4 separate regions of the Mus musculus genome follow, and all the other regions are linked to region 3. The links are chromatin contacts, called in public Hi-C and HiChIP or PLAC-seq maps. All regions are on one chromosome and are shown on one strand. Each heading gives the region's core, a stretch centred on a gene start, on an enhancer-like site or on the middle of the called end of the contact. The rest is flanking DNA. Distances are from core to core; before and after follow the strand shown. Region 1 holds the start of 5430435K18Rik (a long non-coding RNA gene). Region 2 has its middle 22 kb from the start of 5430435K18Rik. Region 3 overlaps Stard13 (StAR-related lipid transfer (START) domain containing 13). Region 4 has its middle 53 kb from the start of 1700028E10Rik.

Evidence for each region. A called contact is a pair of places that touch in the nucleus more often than the background predicts. HiChIP or PLAC-seq counts read pairs in DNA pulled down with a chosen protein or histone mark.
Region 1: a Hi-C map of embryonic fibroblasts shows a contact between it and region 3, with 2.0 times the contacts expected there. The contact joins the promoter of 5430435K18Rik here to the enhancer-like site in region 3. A contact is called at or near these places in 3 of 39 promoter capture datasets (embryonic stem cells and epiblast stem cells), 4 of 484 Hi-C or Micro-C datasets (the MC38 cell line, Th1 cells and embryonic fibroblasts), 1 of 115 datasets of contacts at active chromatin or transcription factors (intestinal villus epithelium) and 2 of 9 other capture datasets (adipose tissue and pancreatic islet).
Region 2: a contact with region 3 is called in a FOXA1 HiChIP or PLAC-seq map of pancreatic cancer cells. The contact joins two enhancer-like sites. A contact is called at or near these places in 5 of 484 Hi-C or Micro-C datasets (the HL-1 cell line, embryonic stem cells and nephron progenitors) and 1 of 115 datasets of contacts at active chromatin or transcription factors (pancreatic cancer cells).
Region 4: a contact with region 3 is called in an H3K27ac HiChIP or PLAC-seq map of embryonic fibroblasts, with 2.2 times the contacts expected there. The contact joins two enhancer-like sites. A contact is called at or near these places in 1 of 484 Hi-C or Micro-C datasets (muscle stem cells), 1 of 115 datasets of contacts at active chromatin or transcription factors (embryonic fibroblasts) and 1 of 9 other capture datasets (liver).

What each region holds. Positions count from the first base shown.
Region 1 is chr5:151,251,213-151,253,912 of GRCm38.p6, forward strand. 5430435K18Rik (a long non-coding RNA gene) reads left to right here and starts at 1,411. Exons shown (of 2, transcript XR_868755.2): 1 at 1,411-1,444. It also overlaps a transcript of Stard13 not described here.
Region 2 is chr5:151,273,039-151,275,738 of GRCm38.p6, forward strand. It overlaps a transcript of Stard13 not described here. Among named protein-coding and RNA genes, the nearest start is that of 5430435K18Rik, 22 kb to the left of the region's middle. Within about 2 kb of position 1,418, at least 17 of the 459 cell types and tissues checked have an H3K27ac peak or open chromatin away from gene starts, as enhancers often do. A contact at or near this core is called in the HL-1 cell line and pancreatic cancer cells, where this site is marked.
Region 3 is chr5:151,111,578-151,114,277 of GRCm38.p6, forward strand. The region is part of intron 1 of Stard13 (StAR-related lipid transfer (START) domain containing 13); the gene reads right to left. Among named protein-coding and RNA genes, the nearest start is that of Stard13, 77 kb to the right of the region's middle. Within about 2 kb of position 1,319, at least 56 of the 459 cell types and tissues checked have an H3K27ac peak or open chromatin away from gene starts, as enhancers often do. A contact at or near this core is called in the HL-1 cell line, the MC38 cell line, embryonic fibroblasts and 2 more, where this site is marked.
Region 4 is chr5:151,314,621-151,317,320 of GRCm38.p6, forward strand. It overlaps a transcript of Stard13 not described here. Among named protein-coding and RNA genes, the nearest start is that of 1700028E10Rik, 53 kb to the right of the region's middle. Within about 2 kb of position 1,336, at least 85 of the 459 cell types and tissues checked have an H3K27ac peak or open chromatin away from gene starts, as enhancers often do. A contact at or near this core is called in embryonic fibroblasts and muscle stem cells, where this site is marked.

The sequences.
Region 1 (2,700 bases), core at 161-2,660, 140 kb after region 3:
AGGTGCGTGCATCTGTTGGTCTTGAGCTTTTGATTGGTTGTATATTGAATATAAAAGGTGGCAGTTGTTTCTGAGACTGGGCCTTTTGTTTTACGTTTCTTTGAGCTTTAACTGGAATTTGAATGGAGATAAAGTCTTTACGACTACAACATCTCAATTTTTAGCTTGGAAATAGAAAATATCAGTATGTACAAATTTAAATTGAAATTGGGACCTCCACCGTGAAAATATATTTGAAACCATACAAGTTCTGTCATGTTTCTCATTGCAAAGGAAGAAAACACTGAGTGATAGTGAGTTTGATGGGCTGACCTGACATTATGTAGCTTTCCAGGGGTAGCCAAGGGTAAGAACTCAGGGATCAGGGACCGCTCTACTGCAGCATCTGTTGTGCCATTGAAAGCTGTCTTCTTCCAAGTGCCTTTTTAATTTTACTATAAACTCATCAGATAAGTGACCCAAAACAAAGGTTAGTTTGCGATACAAAGGTTAGCGATTCTGCAGCAGCTTAGTTGGAGGTGAGTCGGGTGAGGCAGCGTGAAGCATTAGATAAGAACAAGAAGGAACACTTGACAGTTTAGTGTGTCTGAAAGGCCACAAAGAGTTCATTCCAAGTGGATCACTCATCAGAAGTCAGAGTCTGAGTCAAGAGGGACTCATGGCAAAAAAGCTAGATATGACTGTGGTTAATGTTCCCACATACACCCTTCAAGTACGCCTACGTATGTGCATGAATGAACCATTATTAATTCCCGTCTGTATTAACCCGATGGAAATTCTGTTGGTGAACTACAGTCATGAAGTAGTAATGTTTTGCACTAAAATTTCTATTTGACTCATTCTTTTGAACTGTTTTACAATTCAGAATAAAATTGACATCAGGAAGGCAATTTCAAGCGCCTTCCAAATGACTTTCTCTTGTCTGAATGTCTATTGTTAAAAAATATATATATATATATAGCATAAACAGACCCTTTGTTAGGACACTGCGGCAATGGCTCAACAGAGTTTTAATGTAATCCTTTCAAATGGCACCATCTAGGGTGATCAGAGTTTCCATTACGCTCTGTGTACAGAGGACACCGTGACAGCAGAGTACAACCCATATGACTCCGTGACCTGATGGTAACTTGTGGGAGAAAACCATAGAACTAAAAATAAGTCAGAGCGCTGAAGGGGGTAGAAACAAAAAGACTGCAAAGGCAAGCTTCTGGTGCTTTCCTGGACCATCCAATAGCCAGACGACACGATTCAGAAACTGCGAAAACCCACAAGCTCTTCCTTGTTAAAGCCTCACAGCTATGGGCTCACTGATGTCTCTAGCGGCAGAGACCAGCAGGTCCCAGCAGGACCCAGCAGGACCCAGCAGGACCCAGCAGGACCCAGCAGGACCCAGCAGGACCCAGCAGGACCCAGCAGGACCCAGCAGGACCCAGCGCTCAGGGTACATCATGCATCCTTATAAACACCCTTCCCGAGTCTTCCTTCAGACTCGCTTTCTTTCATCTTTTGACCATGGAACAGCTCCTAGCTAAATTCAGCAATGGAAATGTTCGTATGCTTGCCCCATAAGTAATTTTTTTCATCTCTTTCTTGCTGGAAAACAGGAATATCCAAAGGCTCTTTGTAGAAGAGTCGTGATTCAAAACCCAAGGACAATGGCAAGCGGTTGTCAGTACACATGTTTGCAGTTTCCTTTGTCTCCCCTGACAAAACTTGAGCGGGAGGGGGGGGGGCGGGGGGTGTGATCCGTTATATTTGGACTTCTTCAGTTCTGGACTTGATAGCTGACAACTTCAAAGCGAACTTATTTTATATTTTGTCAGACTTTGTCATCAGCTTAAGCACAGCGATGCATCATTATTTTTGAATTAGATTAAAAATATAAATATTGGGCTGGAGAGTTGGCTCAGTAATTAGGGCTGTGTACTGTTCTTTCAGAGAATCCAAGTTCAGTTCCCAGATGCCACATTGGGTGGTTCAAAACCACCTGCAACTCCAGCTCCAGGTAGATCTATGCCCTCTTCTGGTCTTGGTGGGCACTGTTGCATACACTCACACATCTCTCATATCCACATATACATAATTAAAATAAAATCATATAAAGGTGGAGAGAGTCCAAAGAGCATTGCAAATTTCTATGTTAGAAAATTCCTGTGTTAGCAGTTATAAAATAAACTGCTTATTCTATCAAAGGTTACCATTAGAACTATGCAGAACCCTACACAGTGCCAGGAAATGTCTGTAAAGTATGTCTGACACATGAAGAACCCCTTCAATTCAACAACAAAATCATCCCCCTAAACAAAAGATTTAATAAACATTCATGTAGAACAGTGGTTCTGAACCTTTCTAAATCTGCACCCCTTTAATACAGTTCCTCATGTTGTAGTGACCTCTAACCACAAAATTATTTTTATTGCTGCTTTATAACTGTAATTTTGCTACTGTCATAAATCATAATATAAATATTTGATATGTGACCGCTGTGAAAGAGCTGCTTTACCCCCAAGGGTCTCAGCCAGAAGGTCGAGAGATACAGATCTAGAGAGATGTAAATGGCCAACAAGTACACAAAAAGATGCTTATTGCTAAGATTAAGATTATTATCGCTACAAAAATTCAGGTAAAACCCATAATGGCCTCATGCACTCAACTACTATTATTAAAATCAGAAGATGGTAAGTGTTGGTGAGGGTG
Region 2 (2,700 bases), core at 168-2,667, 160 kb after region 3:
GGCTGGAGAGATGGCACAGCAGCTAAGAGCACAAACTGCTCTAGCAGAGGACCTTGGTCCCCAGGAGCCATGAAGGAATGCTCACAACTGCCTGTAACTCCAGATCCGGATGCTACATACCTGGACCCTATGGATACTTGCACATATATGTATATACATCCACATCCCCTTAGACATATACATATAGTTAAAATAAATCCTAAGGAGTTTAAAAATAAAAATGTAGGCAGATTTTTCTAAATAAGGATATGTAGTTTGTATGTGTGTATACATGTGTATGTCTGTGTCTGTGTATGCATGTGTAGACTTCAGAATGATTGTTTGGAAATTATGATATTTCAAATGAATAATTTTTAGGATAATTCTGGCAGAAACCAGGGGCTTAGGGAATGCTTGGCAAATAATTGTGTATGTGGTGCTGAAAACTTTCAGATCATGGATGTGCATGCTAATATTAAAAATACTTCAACACAATATACTTTATCTTTGATTAACTTGTAGATGCCATGGCACTTTTTCTGAAAAGAAAGGTAATAAGCTAGAAATAAATATTTTATGCTTCATCGTGCCACTAATGAGATAGAACACAGACATGAATTCTAGAATGTGTCCCAATGTGGCTTCGTCTCACAGCGCCACTGCTGTGTGAGGAGCCTAAGGTTACACTTCCTCAGTAATATACAGTTCATTGGATACCAAGCCGTAAAAGCCACACCTATTATTATTCATTTTACATCTTTATAAAGCTAAGACGCACCAAGCTTCTACTTGCTGTATGGATAAAAGAATCAATGTTGGACTCACTCAAAGTTCTTTTTGTTTGTTTGTTTAATGTAGTGTCTTTCTGTAAGTGCTATTAGTAGGACTGACCAGTGCAAGTTCCCCTCGAGTCCTCTCAAGGCATGCCCAAACCTCCATCTTTAAGAGTGAAATAACTGGTGCAAACAATGCTCAGCAGCTCTCAGAAGAGGCTGAAATAGAGGTAAGGATACAGCGCATCACAGGTACTGGGGAAGGCATCTCATTGCTGCACTTCCCAGAAGACAGATGAAGAAAGTGAGGAACCACAGAGCATGCTGTTGTAAGTAGCAAACTCAAAGAGGGCGAAAAACAGGACAAACAAGTCAACGAGGCATCAGGAAAAGAAAGGAAGGTTGCGGGATGTTTGTTTAGTGGTGTGACTCTTTCTCCAGGCTCAGTGTCCTTTAAAGTCTTTTTCTCTGAAAACAAGAGACCAAAAAAGGTGCTCTCCAACAAACAGAATGGATCAAAGTAAAGGTCTCCTTTGCTACGTATGGGGCAGAGTGAGGGACGGAGCAATGTTTTGGGACGGGAGTGTGTTTAGAATGCATGGGTGGTAACTTGGAATCAGCAGTGTTCCGAAGAGAGAATCTCAGATATGCCCCTTAACCTGCAGGCATGACTAAGAATGAGTCACAGTAGCTGAGGGCTGTGACAAGGGGCTGTCACCGGGCCATTTTCAAGCTGAGTTTGCAAACGTCCTCCAGGAAGTGCTGACAACAGACAACAACAACCAAGCAGACCCCTGTACACAATCTTTAAGAATGAGTATCCCTATGGGCATGTAGGAGAGGTGCTGCTTTGGGTGAGTTATGGTGTTTATTTCCTTCTGTGATTCTTATGGTGACCACTCATCTGTACAGGGAGGCATGTGGCCTGCCATGAGGAAGATGGGGCTGCGAGAGCTTGCTGGAGCAAGTTCAGCTTGCTTCCCACTCCCCTCTCCTCTGCCTGACTCCAATGTGTATACATACACACACACACACACACACACACACACACAGAGAGAGAGAGAGAGAGAGAGAGATGTACACACACACACACACACACACACACACACACCTTTCTGGATGAGCCAAGGAACTTTCATCGTATGAATACTGCACAGAATACTGGAGAAGTCTAAGGCCAAAGGACAGGATGCCAAGATCTCTGCTCTAAAAATCAAAGGGTCTGTACTGTCTCTCTTGAAAACTAGTAGATACTTCTGATTCCTATGTCAACACAAGTGTGGCTTCTCCATTACTCAAATATTCCAATCACAAACATGATACGGAACAGATCAGAAACAAGCTTGTTTTTCTCTTCAAATCTTGCATTGTCTGTGACTCAGAAAACATTAATATCGATATCAGATGCTGGGCACTGCCATACAAGGAATTATGCTTCCTCATGTCAGACTCACGGGGTGTATGGGGGGCTGCATGCATGCTACCTGCACACATGAGAAAGTCTGAGTAGGCCCACAGTCTTCAATTCTGTGGTGTGTGTGTGTGTGTGTGTGTGTGTGTGTGTGTGTATGCAAATATTACAAGTGCAAGTGGCTTCAGAGGGCAGAAGTCTCTACAAGATTCCCCTGGAGATGGAGTTACAAGCAGCTGTGAGCCACCTGATGTAGGTGCTGGGAATTGAACATGGGTCCTCTGTAAGAGTAGTAGACACAGTACACTGCATTGTTAATCTCTCTCTCCAGCCCAACCTAGAACAATGTTCTACTGAAAAAAAAATGTTCTAGATCCAAAAGTTATTTTCCTAGTTAAGAGGCACAAATCTTTTTATTTATTTATTTATTTATTTATTTATTTATTTATTTATTTATTTTAGAGAGAGAGTGTTTTCAAAACATAGGGCAGTACTTTCTTTAGAGCTCTGCTCAAATGTTTTCTTAGTCAGGAGGCC
Region 3 (2,700 bases), core at 69-2,568:
CGTCCTTCTGGAGTTGAACCCTCCTGGTTTCAGGATGCTGGCTGCTCTGCTCACCCTGGTTTGGCCTATGCTCGGTGCCCTGGGGTTTGGCAAGTGAGAAGTAGGCAAGTGACAAACCTGACTGAAACCAGCCTTTTAATGTTATTGTAAAAATGGCAGACCGCACCTGACCCTAGATTTTTTTTTTTTCTTTTTTGTTATTTTAGAATCTGGCTTCCCAGTGCTCCTTAGGATGAAAACAAGCTTCCTGTTGTGTAAGCTATACTGTGATATGTGAAGCTAAGGAATTCCTCTTTGGCTAAAGTTCTATCCTGGGCAGTGAGTCCCAGCTTGGGATTTTTTTTTTTTAATAACCAGAATGCGGTTTGCATAAAATGTATTACAAAGATGAACTATGAAAGCCAAAAGGCCAATGTTTTTAAGCATGCAGCTCTTGGCCACCGTGATGGACTAGCGGTGAAGGACGTGGGTCTGGGATGGTCCTGCTATGCTTGATATAACCATGCAGAAAGAAGTGTTTAATCAAAGCAAAAGCAGAAGCAAAACCTTCAGTTTCATTCCGATGCTCTGCATTACGCAAATTTCAAATAAAAAAAAAAAAAAGCTTTGGAAATTTGTAAACAATTTGCAAGGTATATTTGATCACATCATGAATTGCTCCTAAAGCAAAAATAGGTCAGAAATTATATCCACCTTTTCATCTTTTTAAGTGTTCGTTTCTTGGGAAAGCTTTGGTGATACAGCTGCTAAAGGTCACAAGAAGAGTGACTTTAAGATGATTTAAATCTACTTTTTAAAAATGATTTTATTGCTCGCAGTCTATAGTTTATAAGGTCAGAAGATGAAGGGGAACAAGACCTTCTAGAGTGCAGGGCTTTGATAAGGCAGGTTATTATTTCAGGGGTGAGTTGAGAGGGGTCTAATGAAGTGACTCCAAAGAGCAGCTTGCCAGCTGTGTGACTGTCTGCAAAACCTGACCCTTCCCAACATCGAGCCTTACCGGGAAGAGGAAGGCGCTCCGAAAGTCTTTGCAGAGGGCTGAGAATCTTGTGATTTGGGAAATGAAACTCTGATGTAGTACATATAATCAGAGACACCCATGCCACTGGGATAATGTCACAGACTCCAGAGAAGATAAGCCTTGTCCTTCTGTCATGGCTGCCTGAGGGTAGACAATGGCCACACCTACGCCAACTAGATGAAGGAAAACCCCCCGAGAGTGCCAGGGAATAGCATGGAATGCTGAGGTTTATCTGACTCTTGCATTGCTCGGAAAGCTTTGTTGATGAGCCTTGATCCCAGCGGTTGACATGACTTCATAGTGTGGTCTCTGACATAGCAGGCTAAGAATCTCCACAAAACCGCAGGCTCAGCTGCTGCCTCTTGGTCCCTAGGGCCAGCTCCGATGCATTCTTTCTCAATTTGGGGATGAAGTGTAACATTTCTAATTGCTCCCTGTTTTGTGATCCAGTTCTAACAGAAGCAAGCATAAAGGCATGATGCCGGAACGTGGGCCCTGAGTAAAGTCGTGTCTTTAAAGGTCATTCTGTTACTCTAAGACAGACCTTAGGGTGTCTAGGTAAGTAAATAGCCTTGGACAAATCAGCCATGCAAACAGGCCTAGGTGCTTGTGGCCTTGGCTGGCTTTCTCTGAAGTTGACTTGCAGGCATCTGTGACCCCCATTATCTGTTTATTCTGTTCCCACTGCACTTGACCAATGGCAGGCACACAGGGCTACACTGCACCTGAGTTGTCTCAGAAAAGGAAAAAGTTTTACAGCACGCAAAGGTACTTTATGGTTCGACCGGATATAAACACTTACAATAATTGTGGTAGTTACTAAACAGGGAATAGGCTATTTGGGAGCTAACAATATATCCTGACAACATAATGTTCTCTCTTCCTTTATTTGTTGAGATGTTGCCCTTTTCCAAAAAGGCATATTCTGGAATGTCCTCTTTAACATACTCCATTTGAGAAAGGTTTATAAGGCTCACAAAGTTTCTGTGATTATTCTTTTAAACAAAAATTTCTTCCTATAAACTGTTCAAATATTCTGCTAAAAGAAATCTATGTGGCTACTGTTGGTATTTCAGTTGTGGCATGATGCCCAACATATTATGTAGAATGCTCATTTAACCACCTCCATCAGGAGGAGGAAGAGACCAAGGATCAGGGAGGTTAAAAGAGGCGACCTAGGTCTTGCATTAGGATGTTGATACTTGAAACAAGTATTTTTTGTTTCCAGTCTTTGTCTATAACTATGAACTTTTCCAAATTCTTCTGAAGGAGCTAGACTGTACATAACAGATAAAAATACAGAAAAGTTTCTAATATAACTTCTATATGTATACACATACACACATATGCATTAATGCATTAACTGGTAATTAAATCACATAGAATAAGATGTGGAGAAAGGACATCTATAAGGAAGGGTTTACCAAACTCTGCTAAAAATAGAACTTCTTGTTGGCAAAAATGAGGAGAGAAAGTAGAATCACTAAGCAACATTTTCCAAAGGTCGTGGCAGGTTCCCAGAAGGCGCTACAGGAGACCACTGGGTTTCCTGTTGGACTGACATCCCTAAAAGATTTATAGAGGTGAGGGCAGGGAACATTTGATGACCATCAAAACAGAGTGCTCTGGCCACCTAGTCAAAGCCCCTCATGTGGCTTCTTGCTCTCCTGATACTCTGT
Region 4 (2,700 bases), core at 86-2,585, 200 kb after region 3:
ATCTCAGGCATCTCACTCACTCACTAGGCTCAGGGGAAATAATTTCTTTGGTTTGCCTTTGGGGTCCTCTCTGGGCTAATTTGATGTTTGTCTCCACAGGAAACATTTATGCAATAGGGAAAGTCCAGACTCAGTTCTTCTATACTCAAGTATGTCTGTGTATGTGTGATACAGTATTCACAAGAAACCACTTGTGATGGTTTGTATATGCTTGGCCCAGGGAGTGGCACTGTTGGGAAGTGTGGCCTTGTTAGAGTAGGTGTGGCCTTGTGGGTGTGGGCTTTAATACTCTGGTCCTAGCTGCCTGGAAGTCAGTATTCTGCTAGCAGTCTTCAGATGAAGATATAGAACTCTCAGCTCTGCCTGCACTATGCTTGACTGGATGTTGCCATGTTCCTGCCTTGAGGATAATGGACTGAACCTCTGAACCTGTAAGCCAGCCCCTGTTGTAGGAAATATTTAAAAAGTTGCAATATTTTGTGTTACACCCAGCTACTAGACTAGCCTCTGTGAGGTAGTCTTCCCAGCTCCGTTTCGTCTGCCTTGGAGCTGCCCTCCTGTACCTTCTCGGCCATCCACCCTCTGTGGTCGGCAGTCTCAAATCCCAGTAACCCAGTAAATCAAAACTCTAGAAGCTTAATCAGTCATATTTATATAACAATAAATTCTCAATTCACAAGATGCCTACACAGTAATTTCAGAGCCAGTTGATAATGATAAAAGCTGCCCACCTACATTAGACAAGCTATCACAACTATTCTATCCTTTTATGATATTCATAACTATCTGTGGCTACTTAAAACCTCAAGGAATCTGGATTGTCTTCCTCTCCCTCCATCTTCCTTCCTCCCCCTTTCCTTCTCCTCTGTCTCTGTCTCTGAAACTCTTCACCCCACCTCCCTTTTCCCTGTCCAATCACAGGCTTCTTGTTGTATTAATATTTAAAGTGATTGGACAGGGAAAATTCTGCTATAAGCCCCAATTAAATGTTGTCATTTATAAGACTTGCCTTGGTCTTGGGGGTCTGTTCACGGCAGTAAAATCATAACTAAGACAACACTATTATATTGTTATATTGCAAGCCAACTGCCTGACTCTGGCTTGATTCGCCCCCAACCCCTGTGCATTTGCTATTCAGCATTGTGTATATTTGCTTAATTTATTTATGGTTTTCTCCCTCATCTAGTCTAAATTTCAGGAGAGCAGGAATTCTGTTCCTAGTGCTGTATCCTTGGTAACAGCACCCATGTTTAGCAAGCCTCTGATAGACACAGAGAATGCGTAAAGCAGTGCTCAGAGGGCAGGTTGTGTGACTATGACTCATGACATTCCAGAGTTTAAGGACTCCCCAGCTTTCTGCATTGGTTTTTACAGCTTACTTGTGACACGCAGCCTTGGGTCACTGACTGTGACCAGTGGGAAAATCCCTACAGGGATTGGCTAGTAAGATGCACAATGCAACTGAATGGAGGAGACTAAGCAAAAATCCCCTTCGGTTAAAGATGGAAGTCAATGCTTCTCCATCACACACACACACACACACACACACACACACCAAAATAAGAGCGACCAACTGGCCACTGAAGGCAGTTGTCAAATAGAGAGCTCTTGATGTACTCTAGCTGTCGCCACTCATATTGCCACACCAATAAATATCGCTAAACCATGTACACACAGCAGGAAATCTGAGAACTAACATTCCCATGAGTGACTCTCCTTTAAGTTCCCGCAGCAGAATCTTCCAGCGTCCACAGTGCTGCGTAACTGAGCATCGTTCAGCCTCATAGGCAGGGACTCTCAGGACATGACTAAGTGACTCTCCATTTTCTGACTTCCTTCAGCTTGGGGCCTCCCTGGGAGCCTCCCTTTCATGTGTAACCATGTCAGATATTTTTAGCACAGCCCTGCATAAATCAGACAAACTGTTTAAAGAGTAATGAAAAGATAAAAACATAATAAAATCTAACTATTCCCACATTCCAAAGACATTATAATTGAGTATGCTAATTTAGAAATACCACATATTCCATCACATTGTATTTTTTTTATCATAACCCTAACGTTTGGATATCTAGAAGGAATGCCTCTCTTGGGCGTTAGCCTTCTGACAGAAATAATGTATCCGATACACGAAACCCTCTGTGTATGGTGCTGTTGAGGAAACCCTCAAAGACATTCCAGGGAGCAGAATGACCTAGGCTATGAATATTGCCAGCTGGTGTATTACTTGCTTTCCTATTTTTGGGTAAAATATTTAAACATTTGTATTTCCTTGTTTCCATCTTTTAAACAGGACCTTTGGCAGGAAGGGGAGGAAGAAGTTCTAGACAACTTTAACTTTTAATTTTATTCTCATTTTCCTTTCATAATGGATAATTTACATTGGTTTTCATCTTGGGAAAATAATCTTCCTATATTAAATATAATGCGTTTTGATTTCAGATAAAGATACTTGTATTTGACAATATTATAAAAATTGTAATAGTGTAGTAGTAACTTAGTCCTTCATGATATAGTTATTATTGTTGCCACTATAACTTTAATTATTTAGATATTTTCATATAATAAATTATATGTATTTATATGTGCACATAATATGAATAAATATGTATATAGTAGTACACACATATAAATACTGTGGTAATATATATGAGTCTAATGTATAGTTATGTGTATATGTATATTTATGGTGCAAACTTC